2 separate regions of the Sus scrofa genome follow, and region 1 is linked to region 2. Evidence: chromatin contacts called from public Hi-C data. All regions are on one chromosome and are shown on one strand. Each heading gives the region's core, a stretch centred on a gene start, on an enhancer-like site or on the middle of the called end of the contact. The rest is flanking DNA. Distances are from core to core; before and after follow the strand shown. Region 1 overlaps SUN1 (SUN domain-containing protein 1). Region 2 has its middle 64 kb from the start of FAM20C.

Evidence for each region. Hi-C and Micro-C count contacts between places; a contact is called where the count stands out from the background.
Region 1: a contact with region 2 is called in a Hi-C map of liver, with 3 times the contacts expected there. The contact joins two enhancer-like sites. A contact is called at or near these places in 15 of 47 Hi-C or Micro-C datasets (alveolar macrophages, embryonic fibroblasts, epiblast stem cells and 10 more) and 2 of 2 datasets of contacts at active chromatin or transcription factors (alveolar macrophages and skeletal muscle).

The regions. Positions count from the first base shown.
Region 1 is chr3:518,258-522,254 of Sscrofa11.1, forward strand. SUN1 (SUN domain-containing protein 1) reads left to right here. Exons shown (of 24, transcript XM_021085939.1): 14 at 937-1,176; 15 at 2,666-2,752. The region is part of intron 1 of LOC110259828 (a long non-coding RNA gene); the gene reads right to left. Among named protein-coding and RNA genes, the nearest start is that of GET4, 13 kb to the right of the region's middle. Within about 2 kb of position 1,509, at least 14 of the 83 cell types and tissues checked have an H3K27ac peak or open chromatin away from gene starts, as enhancers often do. A contact at or near this core is called in liver, where this site is marked.
Region 2 is chr3:221,141-225,048 of Sscrofa11.1, forward strand. No RefSeq gene overlaps it. Among named protein-coding and RNA genes, the nearest start is that of FAM20C, 64 kb to the left of the region's middle. Within about 2 kb of position 1,566, at least 17 of the 83 cell types and tissues checked have an H3K27ac peak or open chromatin away from gene starts, as enhancers often do. A contact at or near this core is called in liver, where this site is marked.

The DNA of each region.
Region 1 (3,997 bases), core at 259-2,758, 300 kb after region 2:
GATGCGGCTCGGATCCCGGGTGGCTGTGGCTCTGGCGTAGGCCAGTGGCTATGGCTCCAATTAGACTCCTAGCCTGGGAACCTCCATATGCCGCGGGAGCGGCCCTAGAAAAGGCAAAAAGACGAAAAGAAAAAAAAAAGTAATCTGCTCGCAAAAAAAAAAAAAAAATATTTTATTGCTAAAAGGTGCTAGCTGTCATCTGAGGCTTTGATCTTTTGTTGGTGGAGAGTCTGAACGGTTTTGAGAATTACCAGAGCAGGACACAGACTTGCAGTGAGCAGGTGCTGCTGGGGGAAGGGCGCTGCGGGCGCCGGGCGCAGGGTCACGAAGGCTGCCGCGTCTGTAGAGCCCAGGCATGCCGGGTGTGCCTGCATTTCAGGCAGCCTCATTATTCAGTCAATTTTAATTAAAGCATTTCGTTACTTTGGAAAATCTAAGAAGTACGTAGGGGAAAATAAAAACCACCCGTAGCCTGCCACCTGTGGGAACTCGCTAAGGACGAACGCCTTCATGCTTTCCTCTTCGTGTGTGTGTGTGTGTGTGTGTCGGAGTTGACGTTTCTCCATAATGTTTTGTGGTTTTTACTTATCCTACACTTAAGTTTTGTTTGTTGTTGTTGTTGTTGCTGTCTTTTGAGGGCCGCACCTCAGCATATGGAGGTTCCCAGGTTAGGAGTCTACACCTACACGGCAGGTCTACACCACAGCCACAGCAACACGGGATCTGAGCCGAAACTTCGACCTACAGCCCCAGCTCACGGCAACACCGGAGCCTTAACCCACTGAGCGAGGCCGGGGATCGAACCCATGTCCTCATGGATACTAGTCGGGTTTGTTTCTGTTGCGCCGCAACGGGAGCTCCTACTTAAGATTTTTTTGATGCCCAATTTAATTTCTCCCTTGTGTTGCCTTTGGAACACACCTTTCACTGTTGCAGGCTGGCACTGAGGCTTTCCACTGGCATCGGATGAGTGAAGTCGAAAGGCAGGTGACCTCGTTGTCAGGACAGTGTCACCACCATGACGAGAAGCTTCGAGAACTGGTGGCTTTGCTCCAGAAACTCCAGGCGCGGGTGGAGCAGATGGACGGCGGTGGGGAAGGACTCCTGTCCTTGGTGAGGCATGCCGTGGGGCAGCATTTCGAGGAGATGGGCGCCCCCGGGCCGTCGAGCTCCCAGGTAAACACCAGGACGTGCTCGGGTGGTTTGTGTTCCCTTTGGGGCAAGGAGCAGTGAGAGGTGGAGTAGCAGGTGGCACGGAGGGCAGTGTGGCTTCCTGGCTGGGGGGACCAGGACGCCCCCAGAGGAGATGCCACTTGTGCGGCTGGGGGTGGGCGAGGGGTGCACGGAGGGCGCCGAGGAGCTGGGGGTGGGCAGAGATGCTGCGGTGACGCCCAGGAGCGCCACTGGTTGGACTGTGGGCCCAGTGCCTGCCCCAGCCTGCATGTTTCATTGGCGGGTGCGCTGAACACCGGACTGTAAAACCTCACGGGCGGTGTCAGCAGGATTCGGTTTGTACTTTGTACTCTTGTCAACGTTTGTTTAGAAAGTTCACATCTGTGATGAGAAGTAGCTCAAGGCTGTGAAATAGTTAAGAGGAGTCGGCGTCCTTGTGGGCCTGGCGGCCTGTGTGTTCGCATCTTACCTGCTTCTCAGGGAAAGGACTGTCCGTCCCCTTCCTCAAAACCGAGGCTTATTAAGTTCCAGAATGATTTTTCGCTTAGGTGTTTGGGAGTGAAATCTGTAAGATAGGCAGTCGTTGCCCCCTGTCTCGACAAGTGTTCCTTCCTGGTGCCTCTCATCTTGGCAGAGAGCCGAGAATTGAAATTGATGGGCACTGAGTAACACGGGTCTCCCGGTGTCCCGGGGGCGGGGCTGCGCGGGGAGGGGTCAGTGCGGCAGGGGAGGGGCGGGGCCGCGCGGGCAGGGCGGGAGGGCGGGGCTGCGCGGGGAGGGCGGGGCAGCGCGGGAGGGGCGGGGCTGCGCGGGGAGGGTGGGGCGGTGAGGCCCCGGGGGCCGGCCCTCCCCAGACCAGGCTTGGGCTCCTCCGGCCCCTCGTCACCCCTCAGCTCTGCGGTGGCAGATGGTTGGAGTCCCGGCGGCTGCAGTCTAGAGCGAGAGGGATATAAGTCAGTGAGGGAGCTCTTGCGATGAGGGTCCGGGGCCCCTCCGAGTCCCTCTGACCGGGGCTTGAGCGGCTCGGGAGGGCCAGGCTGTCCTTGCTGCCCGGGTGGGTGCGCTTTGGCTTGGCTGTGGCGGGGCTTTGTCTAGGCCTCAGCGCAGCCCGCCCTTCCCGGCTCGCCTCTCGCCCCAGCCGCCGCTTCTCGCCCCAGCCGCGCGGCCGCCTGCACACGGCTTCTCCCCTGGCAGCTGAGCTCCCGGGACGGCTTCTCCCCTGGCAGCTGAGCTCCGGGGACGCGCCGTCGGACCGAGGCGGTGGCGGGCTGTGCTCCGCCTCCCTGTGCGCAGGGCGCGCCTTTCCGGCTCCGGCGTTTGTCGAACGAGGAGTAACCACTCCGCTTGCCAGGCGGGCGCTCCCGGGGGCGACGGGCCGCCCGGGGAGCCGTCTCCCGGGTCTGGAAAAGCCGGCCGGGCTCTCGCCGGGCTGGGTGCGGCCTCCTCGTCGCCTGACCTTCTCCACCGTCATCCGCTCCTGGCCCTCTTCCAGGCCGACTCCGAGGCCTCGCACCGAGAGCACGAACTGCGGATCTCCAGCTTGGAAGCCGTTCTCGGGAAGCTGACGGAGAGGTCCGAGGTACTCGCTGCGCGCGACCCGTCCCCCCGGCCCTGGGCGGCCTCCTCCAGAGCCCCTCGCTGTGAAGTGTCTCTCGCGGCGAGTTTGCCGCTAGCCTTTGTCCGACGAAGAAAAAACGGTCTCGTGTTTTCTTTCTTTTTTTTTTAGGGCCGCTTCCGCGGCACATGGAGGTTCCCAGGCTGGGGGTCGGATCGGAGCTACAGCCGCCGGTCTACACCACAGCCACGGGGGATCCGAGCGGCATCTGCGACCGCTGGAGCCACACCACGGCAACGCCGGATCCTTAACCCGCAGAGTGAGGCCAGGGATCAAACCCACAACCTTACGGTTCCTAGTGGGATGCGTTTCCACTGCGCCACGACGGGAACGCCCCCCCAAAAAAAATCCTTGCTGTGCCCTCTCCCCCTTGGTGGTTCGGTTGTGCAGCTTTAATGATTCTGAGTGTGGCCAGCTCACTGTCTGGGGGTGTCTTTTCGGGGGGAGGGTTACTGAGCCCAGCTGTGGGGCAGGGGACCGGGTCTCTGCCGTCCCCGTCTCCACCGGGCTGCCAGCACCCCTAGAGGGCAGTGCAGGTCCCCCCGAACCCTTCTGGCCAGAGGTCCTGGGGTCTTCAGGTGGTGGGGGCAGAGGGAGAGGGCTGGGCCTCTGCGTGGGTGTGGGTGCCCGGGGCGGATTCTGGCCTGTGGGAGTGTGGACCCAGAGCCCCTGACGGGCCTCAGGGGAGATGCCCGGCCCTTTGGGGGCCCAGGACTGGCCACTGTGGGGCTGACGGTGTCAGGAGCCCCAGAGTTGAGCACGTGTTTGCAGGGCTGCCGCGGAAGGAGCCTCCTGCCAGGGGGTGGTGTCGGTTCCTGTGCTCACGTCGCCTGCTGTGCCCGGAGTCCAGGCCTCGCTCGTTACTACCTGAGCAGACGGGCGCGGGTGGCGGGTGCCCGCGTCTGTGAGCGGGCCGTGGGCGCAGCCGCCGCGGCCGCCTCGCCCCTGCACTCGCCGCGTGGGTCCAGGAGCTGCTCCTTCTGAAAATCCGTCAGGCTGTTCCCGTGTAACCTGGGCCCCTGTCTAAATACCTGTTTCCTGTCTTTTAAAGACGTGCTTTGAAAGATGAGGTGGGTCTGGACTTTGAATCAGGGAGAAAAAAATCCCGGAGAAAAAACGGTCTTCTCCGTGTGTCTGTGACGTCAGTGAGCGTGTGGCACGCGAGCGTCTGCCCGGCGCGTTCACCAGACTCTCTGTCACGCCCTCTAG
Region 2 (3,908 bases), core at 316-2,815:
TTTCCTTACTTGGGTGTCACCCCCTGCCAGCAAGACCACACCTGCTTCCTTCCCAGTAAGGCCCAGAGCTCAACAGAGAAGGGCTTGGCTCGAGCCTGTGAACCGGCTGCCTGAGGGGATGCTGGGGGGGTGGCCACGGAGAGCGGCCACAGCGGGGGTCCTGCTGGGTGGACGAGAGGAGGAAAGGAGAGGCTGCGGGGCCTGGGCCCTCCGTGGTGGAGGGGCCACTGCTCTGAGGGCAGAGGGAGAGCCCGTCGCTGGACCGGGCAACGGGGCTTGTCTGGCCGGGTTGCGGCGCCAGGGGCCTGCCCTGGACAAGGGGCGCCCTGGCCGGGGAAGGGCCCGCTCACTGCCCAGCCTGCTGTAAGCGGACAGCTGACCGTCCCGTCGACCTCGCGGCAGCCGAGGGGGGCTGTGAGCCCCGACGCCGGAGATGAACAGCATGGAAATGAGCTCAGAAGTCCCAGGTGTCAGAGCCAGGGTGGGGCCCGGGTGCCATGGCCAAGGTCACAGCCACGACGCTCTCCCCTCCAGTGTACAGAAACGTGTCTTGACAGTGAGGGAGCCGGCCTCAAACCGGCCTCCCGACCTTCCTCCCCACAGCGCAGTGGGAGGCAGGGCGGGACTCCAGGGGTGACCGGCCCCTCGACAGAATCTAGAAGCCGACCCCTGGGCCTCCTGGCTCAGCCTCGGTTTTGGCTTCTTCCTAAGGCGGCAACAGCCCCACCTGCTTCTCCTCCACGGCTGGGAGTCAGGGCTGGGCCGGGAACAGGCCTGATGGGCCAGCGGAGGCCATGTGCCCATCACCTGCGGGCACTGGAGGCCTGAGCAGGGCACACTGGGTGGTCCAGGCCAGGGTCTGCACTGCAGGCTTGGGTGGGAACGGTCCCTGCCGGGTCATTACGGGGCCTCTGGTGGGAAGAGGAGGGTACTTCTTTCTCTAAGTCAGGACACCCGGGGACGGAACCCCCATGCCGCTCCCAGGTCCCCCTCCTGCCCACGAGTCAGTACAGCTCCGTCCTCCTCCTCAGGCAACTGGGCCTGAGCCTCAGCCTTCAGAAGATGCCCTGGATCTGAGCACCACTGCCCGCTGGCCACTCAGCCAACCTCTGTCCTCCCTCTGGGTTAGAACTGCAGCCTCTGGTGCCCCTGGGCCTCAGCCCGAGAGATGCCGGCTGGGTCCCATGGCGCCAGCCCCCATCCAACTGTTCTTTAAATAAACCCTTTATTTTAGGATGTTTTTAGATTTACAGAAAAACTGTGAAGATGGTACAGAGAGTCCCTGAACAGCCGGCGCAGCCTCCCTGTCGGCGGGCACGAGCAGGGGGCCTCTGCCTCGGATAACGAGGCGGCGATGCCGACAGGCTGTCGCTGGGGGGCCGAGACTTCGTCTTCCTGCTGGGCTCCTTGCTAGCTCCAAACCTGCCTGGCGTTTGGAACCCAACCACTGTATTACCTGTTAATTCAGTTGTTTACTTTCTCTTTCAGGCGTGTCCAGGTCCCGCCCTGGGCCAGGAGTGGATCCAGACGCGGGACTCTGAGGTCTGCGGCCGGGTCAGGCGGCTGCAGGTGCCAGCCCAGGTCGGGGGGGCAGGGGGAGGGCGGTGGGGACACACTTGAGCGCTCGTCCAAGGCCCGGCTCTGCCGAGGCATCAGCCGGCCTGGCCTCAGCGCTGACAGCAGACTCAGTGGGGACAAGGTCCAGGGCCGAATCTTCAGGAAGGGCGGGCGTTTTTCCCAGGCTTCCCTGGGGGCTCATTATTGGGGCGGATAACCAACCGCGTTTGCTTCTTGGCCTCTGGGGACAGGCCTGCCGCAGCCCAGCTCACAGAGCTGCTCTCTGGGGAAAAGGCCATTTGAAGTGTGAAAACAGCCACCTGGGCTGGGCCGGGAGGGGCCCAGGCTCACCCCCTCCCTGACGGGGAAGGTCGGGTCGTTTCCCAGGAAAGTGCGGCCATCCCGACGGCTTCAGGGCCAGGAAGCAGCAGCCTGCGAGTTAAGAAGGACACTGGGCCCGGCCTGGCTTCCACAATCCCCCCCAAGCTGTATGAGGCGGTGCAGGCCGGGGATCCCAAGCTGAGGGGTGCGGGGGGGCTTGGGGTGCTGAGGAGGCTGTGCCTTGACCTCTGCCCTGGCGCCCACGCTGCCCGTACACCTGCAGGGTGCCCTTCTCTGGCTCTCAGGGGGGTACCACCTGCAGGGACGGCCCTCGCAGCCTGTCCTGCTTCCGGCCCCGCGTCTAGAGCAGGGGCCTGCCCCATCTGGGGTGGAGGCTCTAACTTGACCGGAGGATTTACTCCGGGGGAGCCCCCTGGACTGGACAGTTCTGGGTTCCAAGTTCATCCTGGGTTCTCTGTCCAACCCCTCTTTGGGGGGTCCCTGACCCCGCAAGTCCCCGACATTTTGTGGTGGGACGAGGATGCTGGGCCCCCAAGGAAGGGAGCAGAGGGCCCACACCTCCCTTGTGGGCCAGGCCCGGTGGGGGCATCAATTGTCCTGAGGGCTGGCACCACGGCCCCGGCCTGGCCGCCCCCTCCCACCGCCGCCGGCCCTCTGAAAGGCCTTTTCATTCCTGTGTGGACAGCGCCACTGGCCGCATCAAAGAGCTTCTATGGAAAGTCATATTTTTCCCCAAACCAGAAAAGTTCAGGCTCAGAGCGCAAACATTCAGTTCATTATTGAGAAACAACAAGTCCTCGGGGTCCCGGTTATCGGATCAAAGCTCAGAAATTAAATCTCCAGAAGAGGAGGCGGCCTGGGATCAGCAGATTTGTGTTTGCTTATTTTTTTCATTCGGCAGCTAAAAAAAGGGACTTGAAATCTGCCTAGCGGTTTGGAAGTCTGGCCGGGGTTTGCGAGCGGCAAGGAGACGGCGCGCTCCGGAGCCCCTGGTTGTGGGGCTGGAAATATTTAGTTGACATGACAATGGAGACAGCTTGGCCGCGTGTCAAGCGCGGGTCTCCGGGAGCGCTCTGGCCCCGCGCCCTCCCTGTCCACACGCGTGCAGACACGTGTGCGCACACAGGTGTCCTCTGCCGTAGGAGCTCACGGGCGCGTCTGCGCCTGGGGACGCACACGTGTGTGCGCACAGGGGCCCTCGGACGGAGGCGCACGCGGGCACACGCACACATGCTTGCTCAGAGCAACCCGCGTGGAGTCCGGAGGCTCAGCTCTGTGCTGTCACCAGGGCCTGACATTGTCCTACGACCTGGAAAAACAGCCCCTGGGACCTCCTGCCCCTCACGCCCATGGGAGGGGGAGCTGTGAGCTGCGCCAGGACCTGCCAAGAGGCTTGTGGGCCCCAAGGGGCAGGGGGGCGGATGGTTTTTTGGGGCCACTCCCTCACGCCGGGAGAATCGATGCCCCAGCACTGCCGGGGCCCCTGCCTCACCACCCGGCAGCCCCGGAGGGAACAAGCCTCCACACAACTACGAGGATGCAGGGGCCCCGCAGGTGGACGCCGGGCATGCTGGGAGCCTCGGACGCGGCCGGAGTCAGGGCCCAGGTGTGGACAGTGTGGGTGCCAGCACACCCCAGGGTGGACGCTTGGCCGCCAAGGGGGCCTTGGGTCTGGTACCCAGTCTCCCCTGCCGGTAGAGTTCTCCCAGAATCCCATCTCCAAGTTGAGCACCAAGCAGCAAATACAGGGAAAGAAATGGAAAACAGCTGGAAATGTAGACAACGTGACTCACTTTTTTTTCCTCAAAAAAAAAAAGATAAAAATAGTGTCACAGACAAGTTCGTTTTCTAGGCAATGTTATTTTAGGCGGCGTGTATTAATGGCATGAGAATTAGTGCAAATTAAGCAATTAGGCTCAGGCTGGCAGCGGGGCTGACAGGCACTGACAGACGCGGGATTCCATGTTCCCGGGCCTCGGGAGTGCGCTGGACGGCTGGGGCGCTGGACG